Regions from separate parts of the Podarcis muralis genome. Here region 2 is linked to region 1. Evidence: chromatin contacts called from public Hi-C data. All regions are on one chromosome and are shown on one strand. The core of a region is the stretch at or near the end of the contact, and the rest is flanking DNA. Distances in the headings are between cores, read along the strand shown. Region 1 holds the start of ABCF3 (ATP binding cassette subfamily F member 3). Region 2 holds the start of LOC114598062 (mitochondrial ubiquitin ligase activator of nfkb 1-A-like).

Region 1 (6,760 bases), core at 2,676-5,175:
TACTGCCTTCATGCACCACTATCTAGCCAGCCACTGTATGGATCCCTGGTCTGATCCAGTAGGGGAGCCCAGATGCGACAGGCCCTTCTGCCAGTGCTACTCACCATAATTGTCTGTGATCTTCGAAAGCTGAATGGGGGCATCCAGGAGCACCTGCCTGCTACCCTGGGAGTTTTCGCTGTCCCTGCCAGACACAAGATAATTAGCTAAGAGGCCCTAAAAAAAGTTTCTCTCTCAGTCACTATTAATACTTCTCACAGAAACAGCCTCATACGATGAAAACAACAGTCACACAGTCCAATATCCTGCCCTCAAACCCTGGGAAAGCAATAGAAAAGGAAACATGCCTAAAACCAGGAGCTGCCAGAGCCCTGCAATCTCTGCATAATCTAGATCCCCACTGGCTGCATTATTGCCATTTGTTTGGTCCCCTCTGCCTCACCCACTCAGTATCAGTGAAAGGGAGCATACATATGGAGAGTGTTGTACATCCGCTGGCAGATAGCACGGATGTCCTCATCGTCCTTCGAGTCTCTGGCCACATCTTGCAAGAGCTCCCCGACCGCTTCAAACAGATCATCCACTGACTCAAAGTCTGAGCTGCCGCTGTGCAGGACCCCTGTGAAAGGAATGCAAGGCACCGTTAACGCATGGCCAAGTCCCTTGCCGTTCCTTTGGGCTTGGTCAGCTACCAATAAGAATAGGGCCAACGTTCCAACCTGGCGCATAGTTTATACTCTGATATTTTATGTGAGTGGTTCATAAATCTTTTAAATAAATAACTAAACATTTACTTCACCTCTTGCATGACCAAAGAACCTTTAGTTGGATGAACTTTCCCACACCGTGCTGTCAGACAACAAAATTGTTGCTTGGGAATACAAGGGGAGTTTCATGATCGCTCATCTCAGAGAATCACAGAATTCTCAGGAATCTTTTGCCGAATGTGGGGCTCAAACCTACGATCCCGAGATGATGAGTCTCATGTTCTACGGACAAAGTTTTCCAGTGATAGGAAGAGAAAATCCCCAAGCAACTGGGATATGAGTAAAATACTTCCCTCTTCACCTTTTCAGTGAAAATGCCTGAGGAAGGAGGTCTTACTGTCTTTAAGCTTCTCCAATCCTATCCTGCCTAGCCAGTGTTGCTGAGAGCTTCTCACAGATTATTATTTGGGGGAGAACAATTTTAGTTGAACAACATGGCCACAGAACTTACTCTTCATGACTTGAAAGGGGTAGAGAAAGAGGATAGCTGGGTATTGCAGATTAAAGTTTGCTTCCCTTAAATTTGCATAGGTGGATATACACTTTTGCTGAATGGAAATCCTGAACCATTGACCTAAGACTCAAGTCTGTTAGTAAGCAGTAATTCAATTTATTAAGGTCGTGGGTTTGAGCCCCACTCTGGACCAAAGATTCCTGATTTGCATGGGGCTAAACTACAGGATCCTCGTGGTCCCTTCCAACTCTACGCTTCTATCATTCTATGATCCTTCCTGTGACACTGCTTGGGAAAAGAAAAGTTACTTAATCCAGAGAGAAACAAGTGTGATCTTGACTATGTGGTTTGTAATGGGGGTGGGGTCAACCATGCGATTTATTCTTCCCTCATACAATGTTGCCCACACACCACACCTCAGTTTGTGAAGCAGCCTCTGGGCCTTGGGCTGATCCATACCCTGTGAGGGTTTCCCAGAAAAATACCTTCCTAGACCTTGAAAGGAAAGGAGAAAGGAAGTAGGAGGATAAAGAACAGGCAAAATGTTTCATCATTCTGGAACTCTGAGTCCCAATCAGGGAAAGAATGGATTCAAGGCTGCAGAGATGAGGTGATGTATCAAAGCTGCAACACTAGGCATACTTATGATCGCCAAAGAAGAAGAAGAAGAAGACGACGACGACTTATCTGGATGTAAATCCAGTTGAAATCTATTGGGCTTATTTCCACATAAGCATGTTTAGGATCAGGGCTGAAACTGAAATAAATAAGAGTAAAGTTTGCTTCCTTTAAACATGTCTAGTTGGATAGAAATCCTGAACCACTGACCTAAGACTAAAGCCTGTTAAATAAGCAGCCCATGATCTATTTTCTGCTCTGCCGACTTTTGCCTCTGGCCTGCCCCACCACTGGTATGTGGCCCTTGGGTGCTCGCCTCAGGCTGAAAATGGTGAAGCTGGCAGGTGAAGACTTTTTTGTTCAAACAGGCTTTTAGGAACTGACTACTTTCAATCAAAGGGCTGGTGCTGTACTGTTTTTAATTATGATTGTTTGCATGGTTCCAATAGATTTTTCCAAGCATATACATATAGCACACACACACAAACACACACACACATATATGTATGCATATATTACTTTACCATATATACTTTACTTGTACAGTGGTACCTCGGGTTCCGGAGGTCCATTCTTAACCTGAAACTGTTCTGAACCTGAAGTACCACTTTAGCTAATGGGGCCTCCTGCTGCCGCCGGAGCCCGATTTCTGTTCTTATCCTGAAGCAAAGTTCTTAACCTGAAGCACTATTTCTGGCTTAGTGGAGTGTGTAACCTGAAGCATATGTAACCTGAAGCGTATGTAACCCGAGGTACCACTGTATATATATTCTACTTCTAATAGCGTTGGTTTTTAAAATGATTTCCCCCTCATGGTTCTCGTTTAGCGGTTCTCATTTTTATATGCAAGCTGTCATGAGCCCCAAGGAAAAATAAATACTGTACAGTATGCAATAATAATTTCTTGCCTGTCATTTAACAACAAGTCTGCCGTTATCTTTGGAGACCCCCTCAACCCCCCCCCCGCCCAATTAACTCATTGAAATATATATATATATCTGTCACTTGACTGGTTTCCAAACAAGGTAGGTGGCGTTGCTGATTTGTTAAACTGGGTGGCTGACAGGCCCTCAGCCTGAACCACAAGTGTCTCTTTAGGCTCAAATTTGGGGAGAAGGCGCTTGATTCCTTGGATTGCCCACTGAACCAAACAGGAGTTACTTCTGAGTAGGCAATGTGCAGGAGCAGCAAAGGTTCTTGGGATGCAGAAAGGTTTTTAAAATTATTATTGAAAGAGAGATTTGCAAGGGGGTGGGCACGTTTTATAAAGCATGTTTCCAGCTTTAAGAAGCCTTGTGGCAGTTTGAGCAATCGTGTGACTACTGTGTGTGTATATGCATGTGTATATGTATAGACACACATATGTATGGATATTGATATGCGCGCACACGCACACACACACACACATATATATATATATATGAGAATGAAATATATGATATATGGGTGTCATTACCTGGGACCTTCGTTCCAGATAACACACACACACACACACACACACCATGGGTGTAGCTAAGGGGGTGGTGGCAGAGGGGGGCACTTGCCCCCCCCATCAAGTAAAACAATAGAAATAACTAATTGACCAGTTACGCCGGTTGTGCCCCCCCCCACGAAGTCCTGCCCCCCCTCCCTACCAAAAGCCCTGGCTACGCCCATGACACACACCCGCCTGGGGGCCTCGCATCCCATACAGCCGACACGAGGGGAGGCCAAAGGCGAAGAAGGAGCGGAGGGCCAAGGACCCGTTTCGCTTCCTCGCGCCGCCCGCCGCCCCCCTTCCCTCAGCATGGCCACCTCAGCCTTGCGGAGGGAAGCCGGGGACAGCCACGCTGAGGGAGCCCGGCTGGTCCCGGCTGTGCTGAGGAGAAAGACGCCCCCCGCCCGCAGCCCAGCCCCCCCCCCCCGCTTCGCCCTCGCCTCAGCCGCACCGGTCACGTAATCGAACATCTCCCCGTCGAGTTCCGGGAACTCCCTCCGCAGGATCTCGGCGCAGGAGGCCGCCATCGCCGCCCGGCCTCTGGGCCTTCCTCGGAGCCCGGATGCAGCCTTCGGACTCCGAGGCCGACGCCGCGGTGGTCGATGGGAAATGTAGTCCATTCTTGGGAGGAAGGAGAGCAGCCGGGCGCAAAGGACCCTGGGAAAGAGGAGGGGCAGAGAAAAGGATCGGGGCCTTCCTCTCCCCATTTCTCATCCAACTCCAAACGCAACCAATGGCCCCCTTTTCCATGTCTGCAATATCCTAGGCCCAAAGGGTGGAAGAGAGTAAGAGTGGTTCTACATTGCAAGGATAGTCCCTCAGAAGCTGGTAGACTCTCCTTCCTTGGAGGTTTTTAAAAAGCAAAGTTTAAACGGCCGTTTGTCGTGCATGACCTGGTTGAGATTCCTACATTGCAGGGGGTTGGACTAGATGACCCTGGAGACCCCTTCCAACTCTAGAACGATTCTATGATTCTGTTTTCTCCTTTCTGAATGGGTAGCTCTTCTACACTGAAAGCAAACCTTTTGGGGGGCGGGGTGTAAAGAAGGAAGTGTGTGATTTTAATTCAGAAGAGTCAGCTTTTGGAAGATTAGGAAATATTGCTCTAATAGCACTGCATGCGAGGTAAGGCAAACAACAAAATTAGCAACCCCTATGGTCCACTGAATGATACTCCCAGTATGTACTGTTTTAATATGAATAAGTACGTTTTGGCATATTCCATTTAGGCCACCAGATGGCAGCAACAGCCTGAATTTGATAACGTACGTTGTTGTCCTGTCCGACTCTTCGTGACCCCCTGGACCAGAGCACGCCAGGCACTTCTGTCTTCCACTGCCTCCCACAGTTTGGTCAGACTCATGTTTGTAGCTTCGAGAACACTGTCCCACCATCTCGTCCTCTGTCGTCCCCTTCTCCTTGTGCCCTCAATCTTTCCCAACATCAGGGTTTTTTCAAGGGAGTCTTCTCTTCTCATGAGGTGGCCAAAGTCTTGGAGCCTCAGCTTCAGGATCTGTCCTTCCAGTGAGCACTCAGGGCTGATTTCCTTAAGAATGGATACGTTTGATCGTCTTGCAGTCCATGGGACTCTCAAGAATCTCCTCCAGCACCATAATTCAAAAGCATCCATTCTTCGGCCATCAGCCTTCTTTATGGTCCAGCTCTCACTTCCATACATCACTACTGGGAAAACCATAGCTGTAACTATACGGACCTTTGTTGGCAAGGTGATGTCTCTGCTTTTTAAGATGCTGTCTAGGTTCGTCATTGCTTTTCTCCCAAGAAGCAGGCGTCTTTTAATTTCGTGACTGCTGTCACCATATGCAGTGATCATGCAGGAGCCCAAGAAAGTAAAATCTCTCACTGCCTCCATTTCTTCCCCTTCTATTTGTCAGGAGGTGATGGGACCAGTGGCCACGATCTTCGTTCTTTTGATGTTGAGCTTCAGACCATATTTTGCACTCTCCTCTTTCACCCTCATTAAAAGGTTCTTTAATTCCTCCTCACTTTCTGCCATCAAGGTTATGTCATCTGCATATCTGAGGTTGTTGATATTTCTTCCGGCAATCTTAATTCCAGTTTGGGATTCATCCAGTCCAGCCTTTCGCATGATGTATTCTGCATATAAGTTAAATAAGCAAGGAGACAATATACAGCCTTGTCATACTCCTTTCCCAATTTTGAACCAATCAGTTGTTCCATATCCAGTTCTAGCTGTAGCTTCTTGTCCCACATAGAGATTTCTCAGGAGACAGATGAGGTGATCAGGCACTCCCATTTCTTTAAGTAGTCACAGCTTTAGTTTGCTGTGGTTGACGCAGTCAAAGACTTTTGCATAGTCAATGAAGCAGAAGTAGATGTCTTTCTGGAACTCTCTAGCTTTCTCCATAATCCAGCGCATGTTTGCAATTTGGTCTCTGGTTCCTCTGCCCCTTCGAAATCCAGCTTGTACTTCTGGGAGTTCTCGGTCCACATACTGCTTGAGCCTTCCTTGTAGAATTTTAAGCATAAGCTTGCTAGCATATGAAATGAGTGTAATTGTGCAGCAGTTAGAGCATTCTTTGGCACTGCCCTTCTTTGGGATTGGGATGTGGACTGGCCACTGCTGAGTTTCCCAAACCTTCTGGCATATTGAGTTTAGCACCTTAACAGCATCATCTTTAAAGATTTTAAATAGTTCCGCTGTAATTTGCCATTTCTGGGTATCAGCAATTTTCTGGGAAGTTTTAAAAAGGCAACAAGGGTAGAGATCTCAGATAATGTGTATCAGGCTGGAGGCTGCTGAAAAAAGAATGTGTTTGCATTCACCAGAGGGAACAGGACAACTTTGGCTGAGGTGTAAACTGTCCAAACTTTCTGAACTGTAGTCTGAACAGGCAGTGGGCTCATCTGGGTAAGAGAAAGAAAATCTGTGCTCTGTAGGATGTGGCAGGATGGGGGAGCCTTTTCTGGGGTTTTACTGCAGAGTGAGGAAGAGAGAGACTTCTATTATGCTCTTCCTTAGAGGCAATGTTGGGAGGTTTGCACAATGTCTACAGCCATACTACCCTGAACATGCCTGAATTTGGAAGCTAAGCAGGGTCAGACCTGGTTAGTACTTGGATGGGAGACAGCCTGGGAAAAATGGGTGCCATAGTATGCCTTTGCCTCCTTTGGCCTGTTGGCGGCCCCTCTGTGCTTTTCCCTCTCCATTTGCCACACTACTGGCTGCTCTTTCATCATTCGTTTTTTTATCCACTTCTATTGTGGCGTCCCCTTTTAGCCTTGCTACGCTGCAACTACTTCCTCCCTTTCACTACAGACTCTATGCCAGAGAACGCTTGCTGCTTTTTAGAGTGCCAGGTCCACTGAGCACATGCCTGCCCTTTACCTGAGGCCTCAGGACAGGTTGTAACAATTAAATATATAAGTAGAAAGCAAGTAAAACAGAACAGTAAAACCATA
Region 2 (6,760 bases), core at 2,583-5,082, 300 kb before region 1:
ACCTCTGCAGGATTCATCCAGGATAGCGTTCTGTTTCTAGCAGGCTAGGGAGCTTACAGGCAGATCATGAAGGCAGCAACCCATTCCTGGCATTGAGATATACTGGCTCAACATGGAAATTATTATATTATATCTGTATATTGCCCTTCAGCCAAAGACCCCAGGGTGGCTCACAACAAAAAAATACAAAATGAGAACACAAAATACATATTAAAACAAAAAGAATCCCAATAGCCCAACAAATACATTTAAAAGGCTGAAGATTATTTAATCAGCTGCAAACCTGGTTATAGAGAAACACTTTCACCCGGCACCTAAAGATATACAGTGGTACCTCAGGTCTCAAACAATCTGTTCCGGAAGACCATTCGGCTTCTGAAACATTTGAAAACCGAGTCACGGCTTCCCATTGGTTGCAAGAGCTTCTTGCACTCAGTGGAAGCTGCGTCGCATGTTTGAGTTCAGAAAAATGTTTGAAAACGGAAGCATTTACTTCCGGGTTTTTGGCATTCAATAACTGAAACATTCAAAAACGGAGGTATTTGGGAACTGAGGTACCACTGTATAATGAAGGTGCTAGGCGAGCCTCCCTGGGGAGAGCATTCCACAAATGGGGAGCCACCACAGAAAAGGCCCGTTCTCATGTTGCCGCTCTCCAGAGCCTCTTGCAGAGGAGGCACACGAAGAAGGGCCTCAGATGATCAGAGGGTCTGGGTCAGTTCATATGGGGAGAGGTCCCACTTAACTAAAAGCAAATCTATCCTTCATTGTCGTTATCTCTCTTTTTAAACACACAAATAAATAGCCATTTCAGCCAGTGGCTTTCCCATGCAGTGCAAGGGTGTGCAATGTAGCTAGGATTTGTATGCCTATACCGTAGTATGGGGGACACGGGTGGCGCTGTGGTGTAAACCACAGAGCCTAGGGCTTGCTGATCGGAAGGTCGGTGGTTTGAATCCCCGTGACGGGGTGAGCTCCCGTTGTTCGGTCCCAGCTCCTGCCTACCTAGCAGTTCGAAAGCACGTGAAAGTGCAAGTAGATAAATAGGTACCACTCCGGTGGGAAGGTAAACGGCATTTCTGTGGGCTGCTCTGGCCACATGACCTGGAAGCTGTCTGCGGACAAACGCCGCTTCCCTCGGCCAGTAAAGCGAGATGAGCGAGCAACCCCAGAGTCGTCCGCAACCGGACCTAATGGTCAGGGGTACCTTTACCTTTACCTTTACCATAGTATGGGCACCTGGCCGCAACAGCGAGTGCAGGGACGTGGCTCTCCCATTTTCCTACAAAGTCAAATATCCAAAGCAGCAGCAAGCGTCTGGCCATAGGACACCTTCCTCTATTGCTAGCCTGGGCTATGGCGCCATGGCGCCGGTATTGTGCAGCAGAGGGAGGTGCCGCACCACCCACGCGTGCGCACAATCCCACCCAAATCACTGTGGAATGATGAGCCTCTTTCTGGCTAGTGTTGCACCTACCAAGCACCCCACTCATTCGCAAAGAGAAATCCCCACCTCTTGCCACCAGATCCCTTGGGCAGATCCAGACCACCTTGTTGAAAGCACACGAATCCATGCAGAAGCTGGGCGTTAAGGAGACTGATCCCAGGAGAGATGGGAGAGGGAGGGACCCACCAGATCACTTCGGAGATGTTTCCTTTCACCCCTTTTCCAGGATCATTACCGGTCCAAAACTAGCTTAGCTTAGAGGTTTTCCAAACTTTTGCTTCCCATCTATCGAGCTTGGTGGGGAATAGTGCCTTGGATTAGAATGTGTGTGTGTGTGTATGTATGTGTGTGTGTGTGTTGGGGAGGGGGGGATGCTGTTGGTGTATTTAATTATTAAAAGCACTTTCCGCTTGGTTATTTCAAAGTGGTCCTGGATAATGTCTGGTGAAAAATGAAATCTGGAGAGAGAAGGTTTATGAAACAGCAAACACAGCCTCCTGCTTTTAGGCTAGAAATTGGGATAAGGAGCATACCCTAGACAATCGGCCTCAATGTTGCCCACACAGATTGACAGTGACTCTCCAGAGTCTTTCCCAGCCCTGGAAACCTGGGACCTCCTGTATCACAAAGCAGATGCTTTTATCACTCAGCTATGGCCATGCTTAGTAGGCATTGCTCTACAGTAGGTAGAGCCTTAGGTCATTTCCAGCCAGTCCCTGTTTGTGAGTCATATACCGGCAAATTTAAGTTGCAGAGTTTAAGTGGATTTGACACACTTGAATAACAAGCATGCTCCCCCCGAAAAAGTGAGGAGGAAGGAATTTTTGTGGTAAGAAAAAATGGCAGGAAAGGGGTGGGATAATGGTGATAGTCAATGACATCATATACCCGATGCACATTTGGTCAGAAAATGCCCACTCTCTTCAGTGGTATTTTTGCACTGGTGAGTGTGTCGGGGGGGGGGGGGTGTTGCAGCATCCCATGGTTATCTATCTGGATCCTTCCTCACATAACATTACAAGTTATGTGGTTTAATGACACCAGTAGCCTGCATGCAGCATCAGACCCATATTTTGTTATTTTACTTATAGTGATTATTAGGTATGTTTCTTTTCCAGAGTACATAGAATCATAGAATTGTAGAGTTGTAAGGGGTCTTGCAAGGCAAGAATCACAGCTAAAGAATCTCTGACCGATGGCCATCTAACCTCTCTTTAAAAGCCTCCAATGAAGGACAGTCCACCACAGCTCTTACAGTCAGAAAGTTCTTTCTAATGTTTAGTAAGAATTTCCTTTCTTGTCATTCAAATCCAATGGTTTGGGTCCTACCCTTGCTGCATCTTCCAAATGGCAACCCTTCAGATATTTGAAGAAGGCTATCATGTCACCTCTGTCTCCTCTTTTCCGGGCTAAACATACCCAGCTCCTTCAACCGTTCCTCATCGGACTTGGTTTCCAGACCCTTGATCATCTTGGTCACCTTCCTCTGCACACTTTCCAGCTTGTCAACACCCTTCTTGAACTAGGGTGCCCGGAACTGGCCACAGAACTCCAGGCTGGGTGTGGCCAAGGCAGAATAGAGGAACACTAGAATCACAGAATTGTAAAGTTGGAAGTGACCTCAAGGGTCATTTAGTCCAAACACCTGCGAAGCATTAATTTCAACTAGATAGAATCATAGTTTGAAGGGAGCTCTTAATCCTGACACAACACTTCTGTTGATGCAGCCTAGAATAAGAGAGGGCATGACATTAAACTGGCATATGAATGGCTTTAACAATAATTGATTTATTATTTGTTTTTATTTATTTCATAAAATGTATACACCGCTTGACAGTACATTTTAAAAAAACACCTCAGAGGGGCTTACAAAAAAATAAATAGGACAAGAAAATACAAGGGGTGGGGATTGCAGGCGTACTTTAAAAACATACAAAAAATTGAAATGCTAAAGCAGATCAAAACCACCTCAATTTTCTAAAGCAGGAATGTTTCTAAATGTTTCTAAAGCAGGAATGTTTCTAAAGCAGGAATGTTTCTAGCAGGTGAAGGATAATTAAATGCAACAAACTCCTCTGCCAGACCACGGTGCAAGCTCGGATAAACGGGGTAAATTCCGGGCAAGGTAAAAAATAACCTTCCCGTCGCCCTCGTCCATTTCCACGCCTCCAAATCGCTGTCAAAGCCATTTAAATGCTTGCTGAGCTCGCCGCTATGCCTGATGGGATTTGTAGTCCCAGGTAACCGGAGCGAATCGGAAGGTACTTACCGTATGCCGATGCCTGCCATTGGGCGATGCAGAGAATGCCGGGAGTCGTAGTCTCCGTCGCTGGAGGCGCTCGCCGCGTCGCCACCAGGGCGCGAGGCCCGCTGGACTTCGCTTCCCGTGTGCCACCGCGGCGAGGGGCGGAGCGGCGTGGGTGTAACGCACTGGGCAGCTCGGCCGGGGATCTGATGCGCGTTGCTTGGTTCCGCTGGGAAAGAGGTCCGCGGAGATGGAGGTGACCGCTCTCGCGCCAGGAGGTAGGTGGGCCCGGGACCCGCCGGGTACCTGCACCTGCATGTCGGCGTCGCCTTTGTACCCCACCTGTCTCGTTTCCCTTTCACCTCCCACCTCAACCCTGCGAGGTGGGTTCCTTAGGCGGACAGGCTGTCAGGTCGCCCGGCGAGCTTCGTGGCTTGAGTTGGGGCGGGATTTGAACCCAGATCCTGGACGCGGAGTTGGGTGGAGGGGGCGGGCGTGGGTGCCTCGGAGCACGTGTTTTTCGGGTGGGGGGCAGGGCTGGGCATGGAGGGGCTTCCCTTTCCCTGGGTGGGCAAGCATTGTGGCGCCCTCCTCTGCTGCCAGGGCCTACCAGCCCTCTGCTCCCTTCTCTGGAGCAAGTAGTTTCCTGGTGCAGCAGTTAGATTTCTCTATTCCACACGTCAAGGCCAGCCCTGCTGGGTACACCCTTTGAAGTCAGCAGCCAGCCTATTTATTTTACAATTATATCCCACCTTTTTCCCTCCGGGGTGTCAAGGTGGCGTCCTTGGTTGTCCCCCTTCTGGTTCGTCCTCACAACAGCCCTGTGAGGTAGGCTAGGTTGAGAGACAATGACTAGCCCAGGGAACTTGGTGACTGAGTGGGGAATTTGAACTCCGGTCTCTCCCAGGATAACTCCACATTCTAACCATTGTGTAGGCTCATTCATTTCTGCTCCGAGTTGAACTTTGTAGAATGCAATCCAAGGTGTCTTATGTGGCTCATGAACGAAATGCAGGTCACCGGTCTAAGGTGGTTTTGCGGAGTAAAGATGGAGGTGTTGAACCAGTAGTGCTGAACTTCTCATTCCTGTCCACCTCCCAGAAATCCTGCTTTCATCCTGGAGAGACTGCCCTTTGGGTGTCCTTGATATCAGCAGGACAACTGAAGGGGACACTGACCAGAGCATAGGATGCCAAGCAAAGCTCTGCAGAAAAATCAATCTGGCACTGCCTTCTTCCTTGTTCAGACTTGATAAAGCATATCTCGGCCTGGGTGATCCTCCCTTGTCATGTGACCAGCTTTCTGCATAAAGCGGAGGGCGGCATGTCAGCAAGAGTTTTGCAGTGCATTTATTTATTTATTTGTGCTTGTAAACTGCTTTAAAAATCTCCAAGCAGTGTGTACAACATAAAAGTGATAGGCAATATCATGAGAACAAAAAAAAACACCAAAAAAAAACACCACTAAAAACAGCCGCAGTAAAGGAAACATCTAAAAACGAAAGTGGATGCTCTAGAGAATAAAAACAGCACCTGACCTTGTGGGTCCGATCTTCATGTATTACAGAGGGAAGGGCATTTCATAGTATAGTGGTGCCGTGAGTGGAATTTCCCCAGATAATCTAAGTGATTTTACAGATCTATAAAGGGCTAGGCAGACATAGCATGGGGGGGGGGAGTCCCATGTTTGATCTTGGGTCTCTCCAAGTCAGTATAGATAGCACTGAGCTACATGGGCCAGGGGTCTGGTGACTGTAGAAGGCAGCTTCCTCTGGTGTTATTCAGACAGTGCTTGTTCTCCGTGTTTCTGGACACTTCCATGTCCAAGAATCACTCTAGGTGGGAGAGGTGTTTCCTTCTTCCTATGTAACTCAGTATCTGATTTCGCTTCTTTTCCAGCTGTCAGGAAGAAGCTCTGATGGATACTTTGCCTTTGACACCAGGAGAGCTGGTGTGTTTAGGATCCAGCCTGGCCTTCTCTGGTCTCTTTTATTACCTACACAGGAAGAAGGCCAAGGTGGTGACCAAGATCCAGGTATGCTGTTGCACATCCTGCTTCTCCCTTGCTCTTGGGAGAACAGATCAGAGTGATATTTAGCATCTGTACAGCTTGTCTCAAGTATTCAAAGCATTTCCCATGATGCTTCAATCATCTTTACGATAGTACTATATGATAGTCTGGTATTTATCCACATATTGTATCTGGAGTTCGAGGGAGTGGAGTGCTAGAACCCAGGGTGGTTAGAAGGGTTTCCCAATGGTTGTCACTTCAGGGCAGACACAAGATAGCATCCCTTTGCACAGCATAGAAGTGTAGAGTTGGAACGGACCATGAGGATCATCTAGTCTTCATATATAGGAATCTTTTGCCCAACGTGGGGTTCAAACCCACAACTATGAGGTTAAGAGTCTCATGCTCCACCAAGTGAGCAAAATTCACTACCATGAGATTTTGGGATGGGCATGAGCTTTGATGGCTTTGGAAGGGGGTTGGTCAAATTCACAGGGGGGGGGGGTAGAATTCTGCCAAGCAACTTGCAGGGTGTTGCTGGAAACTGAATGCTTGGCTAGATGGGCTTTTGGCCTAAACCAGCAGGGTAGCTTTGAAGTGTAAATTTAGCAGAAAAGTTTTGAAATGTGAATTGGGCAGCTTTTAAGGTGGCACTCGCAGAAAAATCTGCATAGATCAGGGTTAGAGAGACTGTGGCACTCCAGATCTTGTTAGACTTCAGCTCCCATAACCTCCAGCCCACATGACCAGTTGTTAGGAACTATGGGAGTTGTAGTCCAGCAACTTCTGGAGGACCGCAGGCTCCCCATCCCTGCCGTTGATGACCTTGGGGCATGGGGAGGAATGTACAGGGAGAGATGGTCCATTAGTTCCCAAGCCACACAGCACCAAATCAATGTGCTGCTTTTAACCATTAAAGCCCTACATGGCTTGGGTGGCAATGAGAGAGATGGCCTTGTTGGTGCTGGCCCCCCGTTTATGGAACTCTGTCTCTAAAGAGGCTCTCCTGATACCTACTTTAATGCCACTTTGGTCCTGGACGGAGACCTTTCAAGGCT

What was found. Hi-C and Micro-C count contacts between places; a contact is called where the count stands out from the background.
Region 2: a Hi-C map of blood shows a contact between it and region 1, with 8 times the contacts expected there. The contact joins the promoter of LOC114598062 here to the promoter of ABCF3 in region 1. A contact is called at or near these places in 2 of 3 Hi-C or Micro-C datasets (blood and tail).

What each region holds. Positions count from the first base shown.
Region 1 is chr6:7,049,855-7,056,614 of rPodMur119.hap1.1, reverse strand. ABCF3 (ATP binding cassette subfamily F member 3) reads right to left here and starts at 3,925. Exons shown (of 21, transcript XM_028731730.2): 1 at 3,768-3,925; 2 at 472-619; 3 at 105-184. The coding sequence starts at 3,843.
Region 2 is chr6:7,345,513-7,352,272 of rPodMur119.hap1.1, reverse strand. It overlaps LOC114598062 (mitochondrial ubiquitin ligase activator of nfkb 1-A-like), which reads left to right and starts at 3,832. Exons shown (of 5, transcript XM_028731713.2): 1 at 3,832-3,970; 2 at 5,591-5,726. The coding sequence starts at 5,610. It overlaps ECE2 (endothelin converting enzyme 2), which reads left to right. Exons shown (of 19, transcript XM_028731712.2): 19 at 1-1,864.